Regions from separate parts of the Mus musculus genome. Here all the other regions are linked to region 2. A link is a contact called in public HiChIP or PLAC-seq data. All regions are on one chromosome and are shown on one strand. The core of a region is the stretch at or near the end of the contact, and the rest is flanking DNA. Distances in the headings are between cores, read along the strand shown.

The links. HiChIP or PLAC-seq counts read pairs in DNA pulled down with a chosen protein or histone mark.
Region 1: an H3K4me3 HiChIP or PLAC-seq map of neural tube shows a contact between it and region 2, with 4 times the contacts expected there. The contact joins the enhancer-like site here to the promoter of Cbln4 in region 2. A contact is called at or near these places in 17 of 39 promoter capture datasets (3T3-L1-derived adipocytes, the HPC-7 cell line, cranial neural crest and 9 more), 4 of 484 Hi-C or Micro-C datasets (all in embryonic stem cells), 8 of 115 datasets of contacts at active chromatin or transcription factors (embryonic forebrain, embryonic stem cells, forebrain and 1 more) and 3 of 9 other capture datasets (adipose tissue, embryonic stem cells and pancreatic islet).
Region 3: a contact with region 2 is called in an H3K27ac HiChIP or PLAC-seq map of VIP interneurons, with 6 times the contacts expected there. The contact joins the enhancer-like site here to the promoter of Cbln4 in region 2. A contact is called at or near these places in 4 of 39 promoter capture datasets (embryonic stem cells, hippocampal neurons, neural stem cells and 1 more), 4 of 115 datasets of contacts at active chromatin or transcription factors (VIP interneurons, embryonic basal ganglia and embryonic stem cells) and 2 of 9 other capture datasets (embryonic stem cells and liver).

The regions. Positions count from the first base shown.
Region 1 is chr2:171,740,333-171,744,775 of GRCm38.p6, reverse strand. No RefSeq gene overlaps it. Among named protein-coding and RNA genes, the nearest start is that of Gm35529, 15 kb to the right of the region's middle. Within about 2 kb of position 1,510, at least 24 of the 459 cell types and tissues checked have an H3K27ac peak or open chromatin away from gene starts, as enhancers often do. A contact at or near this core is called in neural tube, where this site is marked.
Region 2 is chr2:172,040,926-172,044,913 of GRCm38.p6, reverse strand. It overlaps Cbln4 (cerebellin 4 precursor protein), which reads left to right and starts at 1,448. Exons shown (of 3, transcript NM_175631.3): 1 at 1,448-2,897. The coding sequence starts at 2,616.
Region 3 is chr2:171,703,769-171,707,773 of GRCm38.p6, reverse strand. The region is part of intron 2 of Gm35529 (a long non-coding RNA gene); the gene reads left to right. Among named protein-coding and RNA genes, the nearest start is that of Gm35529, 21 kb to the left of the region's middle. Within about 2 kb of position 2,738, at least 13 of the 459 cell types and tissues checked have an H3K27ac peak or open chromatin away from gene starts, as enhancers often do. A contact at or near this core is called in VIP interneurons and neural stem cells, where this site is marked.

The DNA.
Region 1 (4,443 bases), core at 261-2,760, 300 kb after region 2:
TCCTCTGCTCTCTTAATTAGGGTTTTACGGCGGTGAACAAACACCATGACCAAGGCAACTCTTATAAGGACAACATTTAATTGGAGCTGGCTTATAGGTTCAGAGGTTTAATCCAGTATCATCAATGTGGGAACAAGGTGGCATCCAGACAGACATGGTGCAGGAGGAGCTGAGAGTTCTACATCTTCATCTGAAGGCTGGTAGGAAAATATTGACTTCCAGGCAACTAGGACAAGGGTATTAAAGCCCACAACCACACTGACACACCTACTCCAACAAGACTACACACACCTCTTTCAAGGTCACACCTCCTAATAGTTCCACTTCCTGGGCCAAGCATATACAAACCATCACATCTGCTAAAGTGGGTCAGAGTGTTTACCATAGCAACAGAGAGTGAACTAGGGCACAACCTATGCAGGAGACATGAGTAAAGGTATCTTATTTGTCTGGTGTAATTGTTATCTCTGAGACTTACAGATCCATCTGCTAACCTGTGTGTAGTCCTGGAATCATCTAGCCTCCCTACAATCTAGTCTAGGCCTGGAATGTTTGCAGCCGCTGAGATGTGCTGCTGAGTAAGCTCACACTTTCTTGTTCTTTCTGAACTCTTGCTGACTGATTCAACTCAGCTGCTCTGGCTCAAACTCCTCTCCAAGCTGACCAATTCAGCCTGGCTTCTCTCCGAGTCTTGATTGCTCTGCCTGGCCTCACATTAACTTTGGCAACCTGTTCTAGTCTTCTGGCTCTTTCTCATTCTCTGATTCATTCTGTCTTCACCCAAGTTTAGCTTGTTCTCTGTCTGCAACCTGCCTCTGTATAATCGTCCTGATAAAACTGCCCTCTTACCTCCTGTTTCTCCAGTGCTCTCTCTTAAGTAGCCTCTCCTTTTACTCTCTGTTCTTATGAGAGTTGAGCATATCCTATTCTGTCAAATCTTTCTCTGATTTGTCACTTTGTCTGCCCCTCAGTTAGACATCACTTTCAAACATGGGGGCGTCCTTCTGTCAACTAAGTTTACCTTCATTGTTTGGGATTAAAGGTGTGTCCTAAGGTTGTGTCTGCAATCCAGCCAGAGGGATTGCTGGTGTGCACTTAGGCAGAGCCACACAACTAGAAACAGTAAAATTCAGTATAGAGGTTCACAGTGTGATCAAATATCCCGCAACATATATGCACGGGAAAGAGGATGATTGCTCAAAATCCTCGTGGAACTAAGACGCTCCTTCTCATGATGTCACAGTCTGAGGATATTACAGGATTTTGCTTAGACTCAAACCCCCTCTCTCTAGCTCTATCTTCAAATCTCTAGCTTAATTGTTCAACTGTACAGATTCCTCTGTGAAAGTGGTTACAGTTTAGTGGAAAAGCCAAGATATTAGAGTTGATGAAACACCAGGAATGGTGGCTTTGCAGAGGCACAAGGGCCATTGTTGGGGAGAGCAGCCGTGGTCTGGGGAGGGAGCCTGAAAGCAAATATTTACAGCCATTGCTATAAACACAGAGTGGAAGCATAGCCTCCCCCCTCAGGAATTCCGAGAGGCTGGAGAGAGAGAATGTGATCACAGAGACACTGGTAAGGAGAGCAAAGCCCCACTGGCTAAAGTTTAAATTAAGCTAGAAGCTGGCTTAAAAATAACTTTGAAAATAAACTATTTTCCCTATATTATTGATTTCACGGTCTCTCTTTCATCTTCTATGTTGTCTTTATAGAAAGAAAAATTAAAAATCTTTTGGCCAAGAGGAGATCTTTTCCTCTCAGATGTCAGAGCAAACGTTCGGCTCTGTATCATGTGTGATAAATAAACTGACAGATAGAAACATGAGCCAAGCGTCACTCCATGTGTAAACGCTGTACCGTGGGCATGGAGCCGCAGCATTGAGTCTTCGCTTGGTGTGCGGTGAATATTAAAGTTCAATAAAATGAATTTCACTCCATCTAACTTTAGGGGAAGACTGTGTTCAGGGAAACTCGTATGTGTATGTGTATAAGTGCAGTGCATGTCTGTGCAGATGTATATGTGTGTGAGAAGCCAAGGACAACCTGGAATATCGTTTCTCTGTGTGATGGTTTTTATATGCTCTATCCAGGGAGTGGCACTATTAGAAGGTGTGGTCTTGTTGGAGTAGGTGTGTCACAGTGGGTATGGGCTTTAAGACCCTCATCCTAGCTGCCTGGAAGCCAGTCAGTATTCTGCTAGCAGCCTTCAGATGAAGACGTAGAACTCTCAGCTCTGCCTGCACCATGCCTGCCTGGATGCTGCCATGTTCCTGCCTTGATGATAATGGACTGAGCCTCTGAACCTGTAAGCCAGCCCCAATGAAATGTTAACCTTATAAGAGTTGCCTTGGTCATGATGTCTGCTCACAGCAGTAAAACCCTGACTAAGACACTTTGTCACTCCCCATCTTGTTTCTGAAACAGGGTGGCTTGCTGGGAGGTAGCCTGGCAGGCTAGTCTGTGTGGCCAGTGAGTTTCACGGATGAACCTATCTCAGCCTCTCCAGTTCTGAGATTCCAAGCCTGTTGTCTATGCCCATCTTTCAATGTGAGTTTTAGAAAAATCAAACCCCAAGGTTACTGATTAAATGAATTCCCTAGCTTTAAGCAAGTTTTGTTTTGTTTTGAACCTCTTAATTCAAAATTGGTGTTTGGAGAAGTACCTCTTGGAAGGGAAATAGCGGAGATTTAAATTCTTCCATTAGCTATACAGTGAATTTAAGACAGGAGAAGGGGCTGCTTCAGGGGAGGAGGTTAAGATAAGATTGGTAGGAATGTTCAGAGGGTGTTTAAATGCCCTATTATAAACGACTAATATATTCAGTCTTATAAGGAGGCTTGGGAGATCCAAAGGAATAAGCCGAAGCACGAATGAAAAGGAATTTAAAGTCAAGGAGGCGCTTTAGAGACTCCCATGATTAAAAGGTACAGTTCCCGGCCGTAACAACATGAGGCAAACAGCTTCCACTCACTGTGTGTGGGCTCCTGTTCGGGCTCCTTCAGTATCTCCCACTCCACTAGAGGATCTACTGAGCAAGAGGCACCATGTTCCAGAGTGAAGCTCTTAGCGCTCAGCTAGGCCTCTTCAGAGGGAAGGCCTCTGTCCCCCTCTTTTCTTCCAAGCTGTCTTCCCCACCTGTGCCTATATTCCAGCCCCTCTGGGGAAAACGTGGTTTCTGCTTGGGGCTGTTCATACTGTAAGCTGTAAACTGAAGCATAGAGAGACTGCCTTCAGGGAGTTTGTGATGCTACTGGTGATTTTGATGGGGGAATGCAAAGCGCTCTCAGTTACCTGATGGCTTTATTCACATGGGGAGTGTTGGGGGCTCTGTTTGCAAACTGCAGCTCTGGTCTAGAGATGGCTGTGAGTACAGAGTTTGTTGTGCAAACAGGAAGGCCCGCATCTGGATCTCCAGTACCCACATAAAAACGGGCACACAGCTGCACAATTCTGGAATCCCAGTGCTGGAAAGCAGCCAGGACAGGTGCGTTCCTGGAGCTCGCGGGCCAGGTAGTCTTGTCTACACCATGAGCTCCAAGTTTAGTTAGAAAGTCTGTCTCAAAAATGAGGGGGAAAGAAGCTGAGGAAGAACCCTGTTGTTGATCTTTGGCCTGTACATGCACACGCATCTTCATGTGTGCATCCATGAGCATGTACATATAGGACCAAATACATATGCATACAACACACACACACACACACACACACACACACACACACCCGAAATCATGGAGGGAAGTCAGGGCAAGAAATCTAGCAAGTGTCACAGAAGAGACAGAGATTGTTACCTTGTTACATAGAGGTTGATTGAAAGGTCTTCTGCTATTATGGCCGCTGACACCACTGTTACACGCTTCATTCATAATGAGCACCATGTGTTACATTTAAATGTATTATACCCTTTAATTAGTCTTACAGTCCTGCAAGAAAAGCAAGCTTGATGGGAGAAACAATTTTACCAAAGCCAGGTAGTATGAAGGCAGCAGTTAAAATGAGAATCCACACTGGGCAACAGTTCATTTCCATTGTTCCAAGGCTGATAAAACACACACTTTCAGGCATGAAGGTGTTTGTAAAGAGGACTAACAGAAGGAGGGGATCCAGGCTAGGTGGCACCTTCCTAAGCGCGGAGATCCCGAACACAGAGGGCACAGGAGTGCTGGAATGCCCTCCCAGGTCAGCCAAAGGGGAACAGCTCTCCTCTCTCACAGATCCCCATTGCCATGTGGTTCTGGCAAGTGTACTCTGTGCACAGAATCTTTAAAACCAGGAAACTGTGTAAATCCCTCTGCTCTTGAGCTGTTTCTATCAGGTTTACTATTACAGTGTTGCTCAAAGGAAGCACACACAGTCTGACTGTGGTCACTCATTCCATGGTCTTTTATTTTAAAAAATATTTTAAAATTTATTCTTTAAGATTGTATGTGAACTAGGTATTGTGA
Region 2 (3,988 bases), core at 199-2,698:
ACACAATAGAACATGCATAGACATATACATGTACACATACACACATGCACACACATACACACATGCACACACATGCATGCACACACACACAATAGAACATCCATAGACATATACATGTACACATACACACATGCACACACATGCATGCACACACAATAGAACATGCATAGACATATACATGTACACATACATACACACATACATATGTGCATATACATTTACACACACATACACATACATTTGCACACACATGCACACATATGTATACACACCCACACCCACACACACCACGGAAGTGCCACAGGCACTGCAATGACTAGTGATCAGTGTTTGAATAAGGACATCAGAAAAGGTCAGATGAGAAACTATATGAAGTTTACGGTGGTGTCAAGGTGGCACTCTCCTAAAGGCCTGGCAAGCTTTTCTGTTTTTTTTTTAGAGCTTCGATGAAAGATATGCAACATTGTTACAAATAGCATAGCCCCAGAGCCCCAGCAACTCACAAGCTGCACTGACTACCTCCCTCAACTGTGTTTCCAGACAGCACATCTTTATATCACTATAAGAAGTTGGGGCTAAGGATCAACCCTAGGGGCATCTTGTATCTTAATACTTGGAATTTCAGCATGAGCTTGCGGCACACATTCCCTTGGAGAACCTTAGGAGATCAGACTAAAGATGTAGGTCTGTCTGGATTCTGCAGAGGAAGAGCTCGAACGCCATTCCAAGAACGCACAGGACCATCTGGGAAGCTTAATCTGACCCAAGGACATGACTCAACCTCTAAACAATTTGCAACCAGTACGTACTAATCAGGAGGTCTGAGTGGCTGGTGGCTTCCACAGGGACGTTGTTTTGATTAGAGAATAGCTGCACTGTTCTCCTGCAGCTGAAGTCAAGAGAAGTCAACAAGGAATTTGGGAGTGTCCTGACCCCAAAGAATACTGAACCAGAAAGCCGGGGCCCTTAGTTTGGGTAGTATTGGCCACTCATTAAGGTCTTGGTCAGGTTCATGCAGCCAACTCCAAAGCCAAGCTCTGCTTCCCCGCTTCCCTTCCGTGGCTTCCGAAAAGGAAAATAAGTTGCCAGTCAGAGGCCAAGATGGCAGTGGAGTGCACAGGGGAGGAACATCAAAGAGGGAGAGGGTGCAGTACTCTCGGGGTGTGCATTTTAATTGTTACATTTAAGGGATACTGTTCACTATGATTGTTCCTGCCCCTGATTGGGATGGCTGCACAGCGTGAGAAGGCGAGCCCCAGTGGGTTCCGAGGCTCATCCTCTTGAGCAGAAGAAAAAAAAACAGGCGCCTCCTCCACACCCGCCCCGCCCAGGGCACAGAACTGCCCCCGGGCTTTTCTGGGCTCTCCAGGCTCGAGGGTTACGTGGGACAAGCTCCTGACCAGGCGCAGTTGGGGGACACTGGCTGGTCCTCTTAGCGTCAGATAGCAAACCGCGCAGATTCGCCGAGGTCCTTCCATCTCCACATCTGAGCTGGCAGCGCCACGTTCGGTTCAGAGAGTCTTGCGCAGGGCAGGGTGAGGGGACCCACAACTCCCTCTGCGGGTCCAGGTGGAGCTGGCGGCGAGCAGCCGCGGACCCCTGGCAGGTGCAGGCAGGTGAGCATCATCCTCTGGGTACACAAAGTGCGATTTCGGGGGGATCAAGTGACCTCAGACCTTGGCAGCCGGCAGCGCCGTGCGTCCCGCTCTGTCCGGGTGCGTTCAACGTCACACAGGCGCTGCTCCGCTGGGGTCAACGGACGCCTTTTCTGCTTTCCGGGGATCCACGGGATGAGCGGGCGAGCCAAAGCCATCTGCAGGCAGCACTCCTATAAATAGCGCGCGGGTGCCCTCTCGGCGCTGTCCCTCCGGCTGCACTGCACGCTGAGACACAAAGTTGTGCGCAGGGACGCGGGAACCCAGGGCAGTAGGCGCCCTGCACCTTAGAACTGCTTTTGGCGACGGGCACTCAGCTGCCGCCTACCTGCGTCGGAGTGACACCGGGCTTTGGGGGAATTTTTGACCAAGCGCAAGTGGAAGTCGCTAGCATCCTAGCCATGGACATAACCTGGCATTCTTCTCATCCCCGGAAACACCTCCTGCCTCTGTAATTTGTTCCTGCGCCAACCAGAGTCCCTCGGACAGGACCGACACCCGCACCGCTCGGCACTAGCCACCTTTGCTAGCGTTTACTCGCGGAGTCCCCTCTGTGTCTTCAGCTCTGTGCTTCACCAGGAGTGCTTGGGTTCGGGGTGAGAATTTATTTTGTTCTTTTGAGGTGTGACTGAGAGGGTCTGGAGACTTTTTAGATGTCAAGGGACAAGTGTGGGTGCCGTGGCCCCAGGCAAAACTGATTTGGGGGTGGAGGAGTTAGGGTAGGAGTTCTGCATGAGCTCCTTAAAGGACAAAGGTAACAGAGCCAGCCAGCCAGTTCGAAGGGAGACTTCAGTCCTGAGAATTGGTGGAAGTGCGCGCGCCGCTGCTGCCGCCGCCGCCGCTGTTCCTGCAGCGCTGTCGATCTAGCCACTGGCGTCTTCCCGAGCTCCCGGATCCCGGGGTAGCAGGCGCCGCCTGGGAGCAGAAGCGCCAGGCTGCCGCTTGCGCACGCGGCTCACCATGGGCTCCGCGCGCCGGGCGCTGTCCGTGGTACCAGCCGTTCTGCTGATTCTAGTGCTGCCTGTCTGGGCACAGAATGACACGGAACCGATCGTTCTGGAGGGCAAGTGTCTGGTGGTGTGCGACTCGAACCCAGCTACAGACTCCAAGGGATCATCATCTTCCCCTCTGGGGATATCGGTCCGGGCAGCAAACTCCAAGGTGGCTTTTTCGGCGGTTCGGAGCACCAACCACGAGCCATCTGAGATGAGCAACAAGACTCGCATCATTTACTTTGATCAGGTCAGACTCCCGAGGGATGCAGAGCGCATATGGGGATGGGTGGTCTCTGGGTATCGGGGGCTGCATGCCCAGATTCAGCTAATATGAATAGGATGTGGCGAGATCGTTTTATCAACTGACGGTATCAGTTTGAAACTCAGAGCTGCCTCCCTTCCCCAGCAACCACAGCCTCCATTCAGTCCCGTAGTCTTTGGCACAGGCCTGCGCGGTGGGTGGCTTGGGAGCGCAGAGGAAAGCACCTGGAGATACGACAAGTTTAACAGCAACAGGTCATCAGGGGCTGAAGGGAATACTGTCCCTGGATGCTGAGATCTATTGGTAGAGAAGTTGGGCCTCTGGCTCAGACTTATCAGCAGGTGCCCTGGAGGCGTTTCTGAGGGGGCCCTATTAGACAGTCTGAATTGTTTGACTTGTGTTTCCAGGTGGAGGCTCATCTCTCCACAAGGCTCTGGGGTTCCACAAGGTGCAGGGACCCTTCCAAGTAGACACAGATGATTAGGGGTGTGGTTCTGGGGGGGGGGGGGTCAGAGACCATCTCCAGATCTCTAGCTAGGGTGACTCCGCAGGGTCCAGGGTAGCTGGATTAACACCACCCTGCCTGGTAGAGATCAAAAGCCTTTCTCACTATTGCTCCACTCAGAAAAGTTGCCCAGGCAGGAGGAAAAAGGATGGAGTAATTGCATAGAGCTTGGGCAGGTAAGCGCTGGGGGCTGGGTTTCCCTTTCTGGTTCCCCCAGGGCATTGTAATTTGCTGAGAAAGCACAGATTTTGAGGTAGCAGCCAGGGGATGGGGCTGAAACTGATGAAAGCTGCAGCTTCTGCCCAGCTGCTCAGGGCTCTGTAGACAGGAGTGACGAGCAATCCCTGGGATTCAGCTTAGCAAAGCCCTGACTCCTGCATTTTGGTTCCAATCCCAACAGTACCAGGAGTCTGTCTTATGCCAAAGTCACACAGTTCACAGTTGTATGCCGAGTCCCGCAGGCGGGTTAAGCGGGGCTTCGGGACATGCCAGGAAAGACTCGGGGTGACGTTCGTGCTCTTGACTTAATTCTAAGTAAGACACTCGCCAGCTGGCTAGAGACAGAGATGTC
Region 3 (4,005 bases), core at 1,489-3,988, 340 kb after region 2:
TTCTGCTAAAGCAAGCACATGAAAGGACACATGAGGAAGGATTCTTTGCAATAGCACAAATGTATTGGCCTACCTTACATTGCGTAGTTGAGCTGCATTTGTCAGGATGCCACAGAGAGAAATTCACCAAAAAAAAAAAAAAAAAACTTCTGGTGGTGTACTGCAGTTTCTTGCTGCTTCTGCGGACTTGGGCTGATTGGCAGGATGATGTCGGCTAAGACGAATTCATGTGCTGAGGCAAGAACCATGGAGGACATGTGATGTTTGGAGGGAGTATAAATAGGACTCAATGGACAGTGATGGAGGCTGAGCTTGGCTTGGTTATAGAGCTAGTTGTGTAACACTTGTGGGTCTCATATCTTCGCTGGTCTTTGATTCATGGAGAGAGGTATAGCCAGGAACTTCTGGCCTCTCTCCTCATCCTTCCTGCTGACTTGTGCTGAGGCTGAGGTCTGACTGTCTCTGCTAGTGCCACTGCTGCTGATTCCTGTTTGCTCACCTGACTCTCCTGAACTGGACGGCTGGTGTATCTGTGTTTTCGAGTAGATCGAGCTGCCGCTGCTAACCTGTGAACTGAAATGCAGATTTCTAGGCATCACAGAAGGGGGTTGCTCCAAAGAACCATTTCTAAATAGGTCCACTTCCCCATATCCTTTTTTTTTTTTCTACTACATCTTGTGGGTGGCCCGCCACAAGGGAGGTTAAAGCATTTAAGAACCATCATTAAAATAAGGTTTGAAAAAAAATGAAAGTTACAAGAACGCAGGAAGGGAGACCAATCATTGAGTCGCTGATACATAACAGCCAAGGTGATCGCTTACCCAAAGGGAACTACTAACCAAATAATGCCTCGAACTCCTGGTATTCAGACTGGAAGTACAGGGACTTAGGACACAATGAGCTGGTTCCTGTCATGCTTTGGGGGTAAATTGTCCACCACAGCCTCAAGCTTTTGAACATTGTGTCTCCAGTTGGTGGCGCTGTTCTCAGAGACTGTGGATCCTCTGGCATGTGGGACCTTCAGGAGCGAGTCAGTCAATGAGGATGAGAAGAGGCTGTTTAGCCAATCACTAAGCTCCTGGTCAGCCAATCACAGACACCGTCTCAAAAATAACGTAGAGATAAGAGAAAGTAGAAGGTGCCCATCCAGTCCCCTCTCTGCTTCCTGCTCTGTTGATAGAGTCTTATTCCTTACCTTACTCTTTCATGTGTATCCCTTAGCAGTTGTCCTTTTCAACAAAGGAATAACAAGTTCTGTTGTCAGAGGTGTCTGAATCCCCAAGGTAGTGATGCGGTTGGCTCTCTTATTGGTCTTCCTAAAGGGAGCTTTGAGCTTCTTGGTACTTTGCCCTTTTTGGTCCTAGGTTTCCAGATAAAAGGAATGGAGCCCTTGAGACCGAGACCTTACACCCTTGATGCCTAAAAGTACTGACCACATATAGCCCTTCGAGGCAAGCTGTTGATAAATGAATGGGATTCAATTAGGTGGAACAGACCATTTTCTGCTGCCAGTTTTTTAGAGCTTTCTTCATTTACATGTTTCTAGGCTTATGCTAATTCTCAAGTGCCTGAGGAATTAAAAAGTCTTTGCAATAATCCTTTTGTTCATTTAAACCAGTAATACCCCATACATAGAATATAGAGTCCATTAGGAATCTTTTGAATAATACAAATGCCTTGGAACCATGCTATCAATATTACTTCAATACCTCAAAGATAGATTAGAATGGTTTTTCACGCAGTCTTACCTTGTGGTATTGTGACAACACAAGACTTCTTCATCAACACATTTTCCTCATGCTTCCCGGTCAACACTTCTTCAAGTTATAGTTTCTTCATTTATAAAGCAGCAATATCTACTTAGACTCTGATCAGATCTCTTAATGAGATACTGCCATGTATGCCTGTCATATTTTAAATACAAAAAACATTAATATCCCCTCTATTATTTTTGTATCTCCATCTAACACGCCTTTGTCATATACATTTGTGTATGGCATGTGGTATGATGTGTTTGAGTGTATGAGTGCTCATGCCCATGTGTGTATTTGTGGACACGTCTAGTCTCATTACTTTCTGCCTAAGTTTTTGAGGCAGTGTCTGTGATTGGCTGGCCTGGAGCTTGCTGATTGGCTAGACTGGCTTGGTGACATGTGAGTCTCCAGGATCATCTTATGTCCCCTTCTGATGCTGGGATGGCAGGCACACTCTGTGCCCCACCCCCACACACCACTTCTGCATGGGCACTGAGGGTCTTGTCTTCACGTCTCATGATTGTGCAGCAAGAACTCGACCCTCTGAGCCATCTCTCCACCCTTATCACAGTCATCAGTATTGGCTAGCCTTGGATTATCAAACTGGCTGGACTTTCTCTTTAGTTTTCTTACATCCTTGACTCTTTCCTGACATCTGCTCAGCATTTCCCCCTTTCTGCATCCAGCAGAACCATAATAAGACTTCTACCCTTGACATTGGAGATATTTCTATACCAATCATGCCTTCCCCCCCCCCCCCAACAAATGTTCTTAAGAAGAACCATTCGGATTTTTCTGATTTCCCCAATTCACTCTTTGGCTTCCTCTTTTTCTACACTGAATGAAAATTTGCAGATGGCATGGGGCCCCTCCCCCATGCTTGTCAGATGTGCTGTTTGTTTTCCATGGAAGCTGGGCAGTGCCAGCTTGGTGAAGAGCCGGAAACAATAAAGCCTTTTATTGCAGGCATTGCTTTGTAGGATTTGCATTTCCGAATTTAGGGTGGACAGATGTAGCTCTTTGTCCCTCCTCATCTCTCCTCCCTACCTGGCTCTGGGCTTCCTTTAATCCCTTTCCATCAGTCTATTTTCCAGACCAGCTTTATTAGGCTATAATTTGAGTCTTAGCTGAGAATTTCTTGTATTCAAATTCCCAGTGAAGATTTCTTGTGCCTTTGTTGGGCATCCTTTTCATCCCCTTGGGTTCTCCTGGAATGTGTATTTCTACTAGCATTAGCTCATTGACTTAGACTAGATGCAGGAAATGGAACTCTAGCTATGTCCTGGTAAATTCAAGCATGGCGCCAGGATAACACAGATATGCTAAGGGGAATGAAAAGACTTCCCAGACTTTACTGGGTGCACAGGTCACTTGGAGAGCTGGCCAGGTTCTGGATGGAGAGTTCTTCAGCTTGCTTCCAAGGAACTCCCTCTGACAAGAGTAGTATGTATGCCATGATGTCAGATGTGGAGCCTTGGCTCTTCTGTTAAGACCTCTTGTCTCTATCATTCCTCTACCTACTGCACTTCCCACCACTCATTACACCACTCCCAAGATGCAACAGGCAACTCATGTTGGGAACTGTTGGTTTCTGAAGCTGCTATATAGGATGACCATAAACTCATCACCATAAACAGACGGTTACAGTCTAAGAGTTCTAAAGACCGCAAGTTTGGAAGCAAAGCGGCTCTGCTCTGTTCTGAAGATGTGAGGGGGACTCATTCCCTGCCCCTCCAGCCTCAGGTGCCCAGCTAAGGTTGTTCAGTCCCCACAGGCTTTTTACCACCTCCTCCTCTTCACTACACCATTCTCTGTGTGTCTCTTATGAGGACATTGATCAATGGATCTGGGTCTAAATGGTCTAGGATCATCTGGCTTCTAGACGGTATAGCTCAACTTAATTATGTCAGATGTGACACTTGGAATTACAATCACATGGACATGCTCTGAAAATTAGGAGTAGGTACGATTTCTAAGGGGATATCCAGATGCTCACATGGTATATAATCTTTAACTTCCTTGTTCAATGTAGAGATCCTTCAGTTCTAAATGGAAAAAAAGTAGTTGTCTTTAATAGAACTATTATTGCAAAATGAGGATATCCTAGTCCTCCTTAGATATTAATGTCCTATAGACGTCTCTGCAAGATGATGCCCTGGGTCTTTCTGCATCACTGACTGTGGGAAATTAAATAATATTAAAGCAAGTGTTAGATTCAAGAGACAGAGTAAAGGAATAGATTGAAACTAAA